Regions from separate parts of the Rattus norvegicus genome. Here all the other regions are linked to region 3. A link is a contact called in public Hi-C data. All regions are on one chromosome and are shown on one strand. Each heading gives the region's core, a stretch centred on a gene start, on an enhancer-like site or on the middle of the called end of the contact. The rest is flanking DNA. Distances are from core to core; before and after follow the strand shown.

Region 1 (3,820 bases), core at 1,055-3,554, 150 kb before region 3:
TGCTGGAAACTCCATAGGAAACACAGAGATGATAAAGAGTACCCCGAGAGAAAGTCAGAACCCAATTACTCGCTTGGGTGTTCAATGCTATTTCTAATACACCTTTTCTATTGTCGAGCCTTGTGGCCCTTCTCACTGGGGTTCTGCAGCGGTGATTCATCTATGCATTAAATGATGCTCTAGTAAAGAAAGGTAAAGCTGAGGGTCACACTCCTTCCTATTTCCGAGCAAGTCAGAGCTTCCTCTTTGCATTATGAGCCTGTGGATAAAGAACCGAACCTCAGATAAATTGGCAGATGGAGGAACACAAGGAGCCCTAAAATAAGTATAGAATTTTATAAGCTTCACGGACTTCTTCCCCAAAGGCCTAAATCCATGTGATAAGATAGTAGAACAAATGCCTATGGAGTCCGAATTTATTACTATTTTTTAAAGACATGACAAGATTAAAGTAAATTAATTTTTTTCTTGCTGCCCTGGTCATCAGTTGGTAGTACTCCTGAAGGTGATATGAAGTATTTGAAGTTTTTCCTATAAATATTGGGCTCTGCATAGGGGCTAAAAATAAGCAGAGCAGCATGGGGAAATGGGCAAACATTATTGATCTGTGTTAGGACTGTTTCTGCTTAATGTTTGCAAAAGGAACAGTGCAGCTTGGCAACCTATTTATAGAGAGCAGATACACAATGCTATATATAGATGGTAAAAATAAGGTGGGTCCTCAGGTACGTTTGAGCTTATATTAGGAAGCTGAACCAGAAGGAATCTCCCACAGCTTAAGTAAGAAGAGAGTGCCCGTGACATGTCTGTGGAACAGAGACTAGAATTGAGGGCCTTACTGGTGGCCATGCCTCCCCCTGCCCCCGCCATGAGTGCCCCTCCAATTGTTGTTGACCCTTAATAGCTGCAAGCCAGCTTCCTGTGGGCAATGGCTAAAGCCAGCATGAGCAACTCCAAGAGCCCTCTGCCCCTTCATCTTAACAACAAATGCTAACTTCCCAGTGGTATTTACTGCATTTATATGCGTGTGTGTGTGTGTGTGTGTGTGTGTGTGTGTGTGTGTGTGTGTGTGTGTAAATGTCACATGTTATGTTAGTGAAAATGTGTATAAATGTAATGTTTTTGTTGGATCTTCCTTTGACATTCAATTCTCCATCCATTGTTTGTAAATAGTTGTCATATTTGCCCTCCACTCCTCTGCTACTACGATTTGTTTATGTCTCCAGTTGCCCCAACTATTTATTTTTCTAGATTCCCACCCCAGTCACCAACCTTTCCTCTCAGGGACTGGTTTTTTTTTTCCTTTTATTCCAATTGTCCCTTCAATTCAACAAGCGTTTTGTGAACATAAGGCACCTGCTAGGTTCCAAGGCTAAAGAGCTAAACAAGATGGGAGCTCTACTCCCCAGTTACTCCACCCTGAGAGACTTGCACTCATTGTTCTGTTCTCTTCTCTACTCTGATTATTGATTGCTCCCTCCAGGCAGAGTTTCTTCCAGCACACTCCATTGTAGCAACAGCCAAACATGGGACTAGTGGAAGTTAATTTCGTCCTACGCTCCTGATTATGTCTGATTTACAAACTGGATTTTAGAAAAAAGCTCACCCAGCCTGGGGGAAAATGGATGGGGAGGTGTAAGTAGCCACGGGATTCTGGGTAGGTGAAGCATGCATACCACAGGGAGATGGTCCCAGCCATCGCTGAACAACTGAATGATGCTGTTTCACCTGAGGCAAAGTTGTCCGGGCTTGGAAAATGGTTTCTTAACAGTTCCCTCTCCAAGCCCTTGCAGTAGTGGGATGTGGAATAACTAATCGTCTTTACATTCACTGCAGACAACAAACCCTGACCAACCACAGTAACAACTGGCTGCAGTTTGGAGCTAGTGAAATCGCTGCCCTTCTCTATGCCCCTCTCTTTTGCACATGAGTTTCTTTGCCTGTGTGAATGTAAGGATCATCATACTTCTTTCAACGAGAGAACCACCAAGAGCAGAGATAGGTAGGTCTGCTTTTCATGGTCACAAACTATGCCAGTTGTATGGAGGCCAGGCTTAAGCGGTGAGGAAGGAACTTGAAAGCAAGCATTTAAATATAACTCTCGTCGCTATTGCTGAGTCTTCTGGTAATCAGCAGACAAGTGTTATTAGGGCTGAGATAATGCAAGATCTTTTCCCCTAAAGACCACGTGGTATGGCTGGAATTCTTAACCAGTTTCATCACTCGCCACAGAGTTAACATCTTCCTGGTAGCTGGCGTAGTTTCCCAGCTTCATTCTTTAAATCCTTATGAGCCATGTCATTCTTCCAAAAGTCCGTCCAGCTCCTCCTCAGTCTTCCCGTTTCCCACTCTAAATCCTTAGGAATGTGTCACTATGTGCAGTGTGCTTTTTGGAGTGTTGGAAGTGGCATACATCCAAATGATTACAGCTGTTTTCCTTGAGTACTGTATAAAAGGAGTCATTCTTGCTTTTCCAGAGTGCAGTGGTGGTGTGAGAGCTCTCAGTCTAATACACCCAAATGTCCCTCATCCCCATGTATACATACTTAGTGCCATATTGCTGGGACCAAATCCACCAGGATCTATTTGTATTTTCCTGGGCACTAATAGATCATACAGTGACGAGAAATGGAAGCAAAGCAGCCAACACGGTAAAACTCGAGTTCAGGTAAGACTAGAGGCTGGTTTGGGCAAGGTACTAGCAGCAGGGATGAAGAACAATTACTTCAGTGTAGCAGAACAGACGAGACCTAGTAATAAGTTGGAGATGTGGTGTGAAGAATAGAAAGAAAGATGGCCCCCAAGTTTTAGGCCTGAGCAATTAGTCAGATGGTGGTATGGTGGGAGAGACAGGTTTTGTGAGTGCAATTCAAGCCATATTAAGTTGTAGTGCTTTATGCACAGCTGTAAAGTTCAGGTGTATATATAATTTATGTCTGAAGACTTTAGAATATCTGAACAGGAAGGAGCATCATCTTTCTAACCCATTATGAATAACACCGAATTGCCAAAATTTCTACTTTCCTTCTCAAACAATATCAAAAGGCCTCTAGTTAGGTCAGTAGGGACTTTTTTTTTTTGGATAACCAGTACTTTCTTGTTTTAATATTTTCGATTATGAACATGTATCATTAGCATTTTTATAAGAGGGTTGACTTTATTTTTAAGTGTTTTTAATTGAGATAGAATTAGAAACACCGTAGGGCTTTTTAAGAGGTCAACTTGTGGACATGAGTCAGTACAGTACCTCGTTTACTCATAGATGGTTATAAATGCCTGTGTTCTGCCCTGTTAGTGAAGGGATTCCAAAGGTCTCTGCTTCGGTGATCCTGTCAAGTGAATGGGCTCAGAAGCATCTGCTTCTCTTTCATCCTTCCTGCTCCTCCTTTCTGTGTGAGATCTGTGTGGGCCCATTACATTTATCTGAGCATTTAGAAGTATGGAGAGATCTGAGAGCCTTTGGCTCAGTTGACCTCTAACTCATTGACTGAATTACTTAGTCACCCAGACCAACGGACTCTGTGGATTAGATCTGATCTGTCATTCCACTTCAGGCCCTAAAGTTGTTTCTCCTCTCAGGGAGAAGCAGTGGATGAGAGCAGGCATTTGAGGGTGGGGAAGCCTAGGAGACACGTTTCCTTGTTGAAGGAAGATTGATGAAGGAGTTATGCTAAAGGGGAACAGAAATAGCACAATCAAGGTTGCTTAAATGATATTAAAGGTCTCTCTGAACTCACTAGTGAGAATTTCGCTTAAGATCATGAATATTAAAAGATGTGTAGCAGCCCTCAGAAAACTGAGCTTTAGCCTGACTTTAAGG
Region 2 (3,935 bases), core at 390-2,889, 170 kb before region 3:
GCTATATGGGTCCCATTTTTCCCCTTCTGACAACAAGAGGCCTATGGACCTCTTTCCACAGAGTTAAACCAAACCCATGCCAGAGCTCACCTAAGAGTTGCAGCTTTCTCAGCTACTGGTGCTGTTTCATTCCTTGCCAGATGAAAGCTGGCCTTTTACCTTCCTTCTCCCTGGTGACCTCATCAGAGGCTTCTCCTGAGACATGAGCTATAAAGGAGAAAGTTGTGGAAGCCAGATGGCCATTGAAATTATACCTGCAGCTCTCTCACACATGAATAGTCATCTGTACTGAAAGACTACGTAGTTCCTTAGAGTTTCTCAGAGCTGAGACAGTGATCTGAAGTGCCTGGATTGGAAGCAAGAGTGTGGAGGTGGGGGACACGTGAGTGGCAGACCATCAGGAAGTTTGGCCCCTTTCCTATACTGTTGTGCATTCCTGTTAATACAAGTTGGATGCACAACAAGTACAGGTCTAGGCACAGATTGGATCTGCCTACCCTAAGAAGACAGTCTAGGACATGCTCATATTCTAAGCCTTAGTTAGACAGCAATACTCTTTGATTCGTGTGCGTGTGTGTGTGTGTGTGTGTGTGTGTGTGTGTGTGTATGTGTGTGTGTGTGTGTGTGTGGTGTAGTCTTAAAACCTGACTAAAAAGACTATTCTGGCAAGACTGAATGAAGCAGGGGAAAGCCAACAGTGGTCTAAAGGCTCCCAGTGCACTCCTAACTACCAGCTATGAGCCGCTTCATGCCTTCATCCTAATCAAGGTTTTCCAAAGGGGAGAGAGGGAAATGGAGAGTCCGACGGATCTGGCCTGCTCTGCGGTTTTCTGTCCAAGAAGACGGATAGTTTTGGCTTCTCGATATTCCTGGAGGACCAAGCAGACAGCCACAGAACCCACTGTGGCGGATGGGAAGTGCATGGGACGCCTTTGGGCATGAGAAGGCTTTTGCTAAAGGTCCCTAACCTTGTGGAAGGAAAAGGAGAGTCCTGCTTTGTACTTTCCCGGAGGTTGGCTGAGCCAGAGTTCTTGTTTCAAAGACAACCGCCAAATCGAGCTTAGAACCGTTTCCAGTGTAGTTGGACCCTTGAGACGCAGACTGTGTGAGTACTCAGAATCCTCCGGTGGCTGGGGCGCCTTTGGGGCCAAGTTCCTCGCTTCCTATTGGTATGAGGTACGAGTGTTGCTCTCCACAGCGTGCCCACTCGCGACGGCTCTGGGAACTCCTACAGTCTGTCAGCAAGAGCCTTTCCTGGTCGCAGCCTCGTTCCCGGGGCGTTCGGGTCCCACTGCATCAGACCACGCAGGAGCTGCCAGACGCCACCGCCGCCGCCGCCGCCACCGCACTTCACAACTGCCAACTTGCGGGCAGCTAGAGCGTCTCCGGGCCAACGCTCACCAGCAAGCGATTGGACACCGAGTAGGGGGCAGGACGACGCGCTATGCACCTCCCACAGCCTCCAAGGATCCTGGTGCCCTGACTATTGGCTATGGCCTCCGCCAGTCAAACACTAGTAGCCGCCCCGCCTTATAGGGGCTGGCTCAAGACTGGCCCCGCCCCAGGGCTCCGCCCCCTTCGGAGCCTAGTCAGCTCTGCGCGGTGTTCCGCCTCATTCGCTGAGCGGGTCCGTATATTGTCAGCGCGCTCTGGGCGACTGCTGAGCCAGGCGACCGCCGAGCTTGCGGCGATCCCCGTCAGGTGCCCAGTAAAGCCAATGCGCCCAGGTCCGGCGGGGCAAGAGCAGCCGGCGGTTCCGGGCAACTTGGGACTGAGGATCTGCAGCAGGGGCGTGGATTTGGCGTCTGGACTGGGCCAGGAGGGTGAGTGGCCGCGCCGTGAAAGCGGCTCCCCTGCGCCGTGTTGCCAGAGAGCCGAAGACCGCCTTGGTGCTGGTGGGTGGGAGCGTGGGGCTGTGGGAGGGCAAGGCAAGGCAGGGGACACTTACTCTCTGTCAGCGTCCGGGCTCCCGAACTTCTCATTTTCAAAGCATCCCAACTCGGCCCAGAACGTGACTATGCGTCGGAACCGACTTGGCGTTGGTGGTTGCCACCCTTAAGTCCCAGACGCGCCCCTGCCCCTCTGCGGCGGCGACACGACGCGCGGGGACACCTCGGTGCGCGCACAGCAGTTCCTAGATGGCTGCGAGTGGTTCCTAAACATTAACCGGCGCCCGAGCCGGCGTGCGCAGCAAGCGCTGGTCGCGTTCCGACTGAGAACTGGAGGGACCCGCTGGGGACAGTAGCAGGCCTCTTCCGTACTCTTGCTGATCCGACGAAAATGACAGCGGTGCTGAACGCTAAACTTTGGGAAGTAATTGCTTCCTGTCAGCCTTTGAATGTGCGCCCCTCTTCCTGGGTTGCTCAGATCTCCGCATCTGCCACCAGGTGTGTCTGAGGAACTTGGTTAGGACCAGCAGGGAGCCTAGAGGCGAACACCAGGCTGGGTGTTCTCAGCCTGGTTTGGTGGTGTTCCTTAAAGCACCTGCGTGTTTTTTAAGTGATGAAGTTGTAGCAAGAACTGACAACTGAGGATTCAAGGTTAGACCTGACACTTTGTGGCTAAGCGTGGGTTACATCCCCCCCACACACACACACCCTCCCTTTCCTCTTTCCTCTCGTAATAAATGCAGCTTGATTTTTCTGAGTGCAGTTGCATGCAGCTTATATTCTGTATGGACTAAATAGAATTCAGTGCAATATTGTCTTGCCATTCTTATTTGATATGAGTGAGAGCCTATTAAGAAGACTATGGAGAGTTAGCTCTGGTGTTGGGAATAGTTCTGTCTTTCAAAATATATAAAACGTTGATTTTTTTTATAGTAGCTGCGGATGTACAAGCGAATATATCTGAGGGTGTGTGTGTCTATGTGTGGGACTGATAGGGGCGTGAGGTAGAAATATATAGAGGATTAACTCAGCCTTGAACTTCCTCTGGATTGTAGAGATGAACCCTCTTAGCTATAAGGTATCTAATCCTGTATGTGTAAGCATATCTGAATCTAGTCTGGTCTGTCTGGGTCAGTATATGTCCGTGAACTTTACGAGCACTCAGTTCAATACCACTCAGTACAGATTCTGCGTTCCTGTTTTACAGCCCAGCCGCCGCCGCCAGCCAGCCCATCTGTTAAAACATAGCATGTACACTTCAGCCAGAACACTGGGGTGGATAGTGGGTAGGGGGCAACCCTTAGGAAAACAACCCGCTACAAACAAAGCCTTTCGCTTGACTTCTATTTTCATCTATTATTTTGGCCGGAACTTACAGTTTTAATGAGGGAGATGCAGGGAATGGTGCCTCTTAGAAGGGGGAGTGTATTTTCTGATATAATTGTACCCATAATTTGAGGAGGGGCAATTATAGAAGAAAAAACACAATCCCCGAGAGCGTTTTTAGTGATTCTTAGTTAACCTACAGCAAGGCTGATTTGCATCTTTGCAGTAACATGTATATCTCACAAACTGGTGGGTTTGGTTTTTTTGTTTGTTTGTTTGTTTGTTTGTTTGTTTGTTTGCTTCAGAGAATGCACTAAAAATAGTTTTGAGCACACACAGTTTAATAGAAGTAAATAGAACTTTATTGCCAAGGCTGAAGTTAAGATTGCGTTAGTAATCCTAATGAAGCACGCCTTTAGGAATTTATACCCTGGAATAAGTTCATATTTGGTCTAATCACTAGTAACAATGGCTCACAATGTGTAGTTTTAAAATAATAAAAAGGCTTTATCGTAAAATTTCTGATGACTAAAAAGGTATGGGAGGAGTATTATTATAACAGCTTGTTAAGTTCCTGCTGGCAAGTGACTGATACTTTAAAAAGCTATAAATTCCTTTAATAGTATAGTTACTTTTAATAACAATAGGGACAACACCTTCAAGAAGCACAGTTGATCTTTTCCACAATAATTCTATGTTCTTAATTACAATTTAATAGTG
Region 3 (3,445 bases), core at 388-2,887:
CCAGGCTTCAGGACTCTGTGCTGCAAGTGGACCTCCAGCTGCAAGACAAACCCAAGCCCTGCCTCAGGGTTCTCAGGACTTCTGGGGTAGGGTCATCCTGACGCCCTTGGCCACCTTCTCCACAGAAAAGCCCCTTCCAGGACTGCCACTGGCACCTTTCCTGTCGACTCCATGGCAGCTTCTCAGGGTGGAGCCCAGGCCCCTGTTCCTTTTAGGATGAAAAATGAATGTTCTGGAGTGTGGCTATCTGACCATCACTCCACCCCAACCCCAGGGTCAAATCCAATTCTCCCCCTCCACCCCCAGGACAAAAGCTTAAGGAGAAACGGTCTAACTTGTCCTATGAAAAAATAGCTGGCAGAAAATTTTTGGCCCCAGCTTCTAGAAAAAGGGTTTGGGAAACTGGTGGGGCTGGGGCGGGGCAGGTTCTAAATCAACAAACCTGGTGCTGGTACTGGCAGTGCGAGCCAGGAGGCTCCCTGGCTCAGGTGGAGGGAAGTCAGAGCTGGCCTCCAGTTTGGGAACTGGATAATCAGTTATCTGGAGAGCAGTGCCAGCCACTAAGCTAGAAAGTCAACAGTGTGGTCGTGTGTACACCACACGCTGTGACCAGACTTGGGTCACAGGACTGCATGGGGGCTGAGTAGAGACGCATGTGTATTTCTCAGGCCAAATCACACCAGTCAAGCTGGTGTGTGTGTGGTGGGCGGTGGGGGCGGTGGGGGTGGGGGTGGAGTGCATGGCGTGACACCCCCCCAACCGGGAAAGGGAGACAGGAAATAAGTTTCCAGTGGCCTGGGTTACATAGTGAAACCTGAACTCCAGAAACACAAAACCAACCAACCCCAGACCTTTTGGGAAATACTTGCCGAGGTTGAGTCAGACTGAGAAAAAACCAGTTACGGGCACATCTATCCTGTCAGGGCAGTGAGGTCTCCCCAAAGGCTGACTCATGCAGGATGGCAGGGAACCAGGGAGACCACAGGAGCTGAAGAAGTTAAGTCGTCCAGTGTGCCTCCAAAGTTGTGTGCTTACTGTAATCACTTTTGTTTGTGCCCTCACACACCAGGCAAGTGTGTGCAGGTCAGACAGCTTTGGGGAATGAGTTTTCCTTTCTGCCACGTGGGTGGGAGCTCAGCACCTCCCTCTGAAAGCAAAACCGATTTTTGGGGGATTTTTTTGTTTTTGTTTTTGTTTTTGTTTTTTTTTCAGAGCTGGGGATCGAACCCAGGGCCTTGCGCTCGATAGGCAAGCGCTCTACCGCTGAGCTAAATCCCCAACCCAAAACCGATTTGTTTAAAGTAGCATGCAAATGAGGGGGACTCTTTAAGATCCAACCTGAGCTCACAGAGGACTCACCAAAGCAGGCCTGAGAAGCCAGCAGAATGCTACAATGTGGCTGGCTGGCAGGGAGGCCGAGCAGCCAGACTGGTGGAGGAAACCCTTGCATATAAATCTGGGTGAATCTGTGCTTTATTGTATAAAGTCATTAAGCTACTGGGCAGGCTGTCTCCTGAAATGGAGGTGCACTTTGTCTCTGGAGGAAAGTCAGCCAAGGACGAGATTTACTGAGCAGCTGAAAGTGAAAGAGAAAGCATCACTGTGGAAGTGAGGAGGTCGCAAGTGGGCGGACTTCACACCCTGGGCCTGAGCAGGTCTCCAGGGCGAACTGGCAACGCTGACTCCTCTGTGTTCCTTCCATTCTCTGATCCAGCCAGCCCAGCTTCTCTTCCCAGAACCACACTCCCGTCAATTTGCTGTCCCTTCCACACACTTTAAAGTGGAACTCTGATCCTCCAACAATGTGAATATGGCTTCTCTAAATTTTCCTATTTTCCCTAAAAAGTTTCCTATCTCATTCAATTTGGCTGATCATCCTTTCAGAAGGCAGACAAACAAAACTAGGAGAATTCTAATAAATCACACCTCCATTGATACTGTTGCTTCGGGCGGCAGGACAGCGCCAGTCAGAATTCTAGGCTTTGCTGCGAAAATATCAAACCCTTGCTTCAGGGACTCCTAACACTGGACCACTGACGCCCCTCACACAGAGCCTTCTGAAGCACAAGTTCCCACATGTGAGGTGCTAAGCTTCAACCTGAGAGTGGTGCCTAAGTCAATAGGCACAAGACTTAGGATATTCACACCTCGAAAATAGGCTTATGTGTATCTATGCACAGAGACGTATGACAAACTGTCGTGGACAAGCCCTCCCTCCCACTCTAAGATTAAACAGAAGCAGCTAGGGTGTAGTCAGGAATATGGCGCAGGTCTAATATCATCAAGAGAAAACTAGGATTTCTAACAAAACAGTCATTACTGCCTAAAAGGTGTTTACAAACCTAAACCAAGAGGCAAACCATCTAATATTAGGAAGTCAACTAATGTACCTATAACTTAAAAATAAGTACCCCAGGGGCTGGGGATTTAGCTCAGTGGTAGAGTGCTTACCTAGGAAGCACAAGGCCCTGGGTTCGGTCCCCAGCTCCGAAAAAAAGAACCAAAAAAAAAAAAAAATAAAAAATAAGTACCCCAAAACTCAATATAGCAGAATTACTAAAACCATAAAATCGATGACTGAAAGAATTAAATGAATAATGTGAGAAATGCTCTTTTAAAAAGGAGGAGGGGACTAAGGCCCTGCCTTGCACAAGAACCCAAGTTCGACCCCCAGCACCTACACACAAAACTGGACATGATGATGCACGCTTAGACCCCCAGTGCTGGTGGGGAGGGAGGAGGATACCGGGAACTCTCGGGCCAGGTCAGGTCCCAAGGAGAGATCCTGTCTCAAAATAAGCTCCAGAGGAAGGATGCCCAAGGTTGTTCTCTTTCTTACACACCCTCTCCCCCGCCCCCTTCCACTCCTCCCTCTCCAAGAGAATCAAAGGCAACTTCAGAAATGAAGCCAATGAAATCAGGAATGCGATGGCTTGGATAAACGCCAAGGTGGGAGGAAGAACAGAATCAGTGAGGTAAATATGAAGGACTCACTAAGAATCCAGCACAGAGAAATCTTAATACATGAAAGGAGAGGTTCAGTGTCATCTGGAAATGCTCGACTGGAGGACAGTGAACAAAGGTGACAGGGTTTCCAACAAGAACATGCAGAATTATCTTACACGAAATGAGATGAGACCCAAGTCAGGCTAAAAATGCAGGTCAAAACAGACAGCAGACGAAGCAGGGAGCAGATGAATCTCGCTTGTTACCAGAAGGGTCATTTTAAAGTGTGTCCGTGTGTGTCCTTGCCTGGCCTCCACCGATGGGAGGTGTAAGCAGGGCGGCCTCAGGCCCGAAGTCCTCAGGACAGGCTCACAGCAGCCAATCCCTGGAAATGGCCAGAAGCTCCGAACTACTTTGGTTAATTGAATCCTGGATTTTTACTGTAAATTTTACCAGATTCCCCCTTAATGCCTGAAGTGTTGGATTTTATAGCATAATT

What was found. Hi-C and Micro-C count contacts between places; a contact is called where the count stands out from the background.
Region 1: a contact with region 3 is called in a Hi-C map of the A7r5 cell line, with 2.6 times the contacts expected there. The contact joins two enhancer-like sites. A contact is called at or near these places in 3 of 12 Hi-C or Micro-C datasets (the A7r5 cell line, the Rat2 cell line and mammary epithelial cells).
Region 2: a contact with region 3 is called in a Hi-C map of liver, with 3 times the contacts expected there. The contact joins the promoter of Marchf3 here to the enhancer-like site in region 3. A contact is called at or near these places in 8 of 12 Hi-C or Micro-C datasets (the Rat2 cell line, Schwann cells, frontal cortex and 4 more) and 1 of 1 datasets of contacts at active chromatin or transcription factors (oligodendrocytes).

The regions. Positions count from the first base shown.
Region 1 is chr18:52,560,530-52,564,349 of GRCr8, reverse strand. All of the region lies in intron 1 of Marchf3 (membrane associated ring-CH-type finger 3), which reads left to right. It also overlaps the pseudogene LOC134483030. Among named protein-coding and RNA genes, the nearest start is that of Marchf3, 25 kb to the left of the region's middle. Within about 2 kb of position 2,304, at least 14 of the 93 cell types and tissues checked have an H3K27ac peak or open chromatin away from gene starts, as enhancers often do. A contact at or near this core is called in the A7r5 cell line, where this site is marked.
Region 2 is chr18:52,585,001-52,588,935 of GRCr8, reverse strand. It overlaps Marchf3 (membrane associated ring-CH-type finger 3), which reads left to right and starts at 1,639. Exons shown (of 5, transcript NM_001007759.1): 1 at 1,639-1,823.
Region 3 is chr18:52,414,298-52,417,742 of GRCr8, reverse strand. No RefSeq gene overlaps it. Among named protein-coding and RNA genes, the nearest start is that of Lmnb1, 42 kb to the right of the region's middle. Within about 2 kb of position 1,637, at least 46 of the 93 cell types and tissues checked have an H3K27ac peak or open chromatin away from gene starts, as enhancers often do. A contact at or near this core is called in the A7r5 cell line and liver, where this site is marked.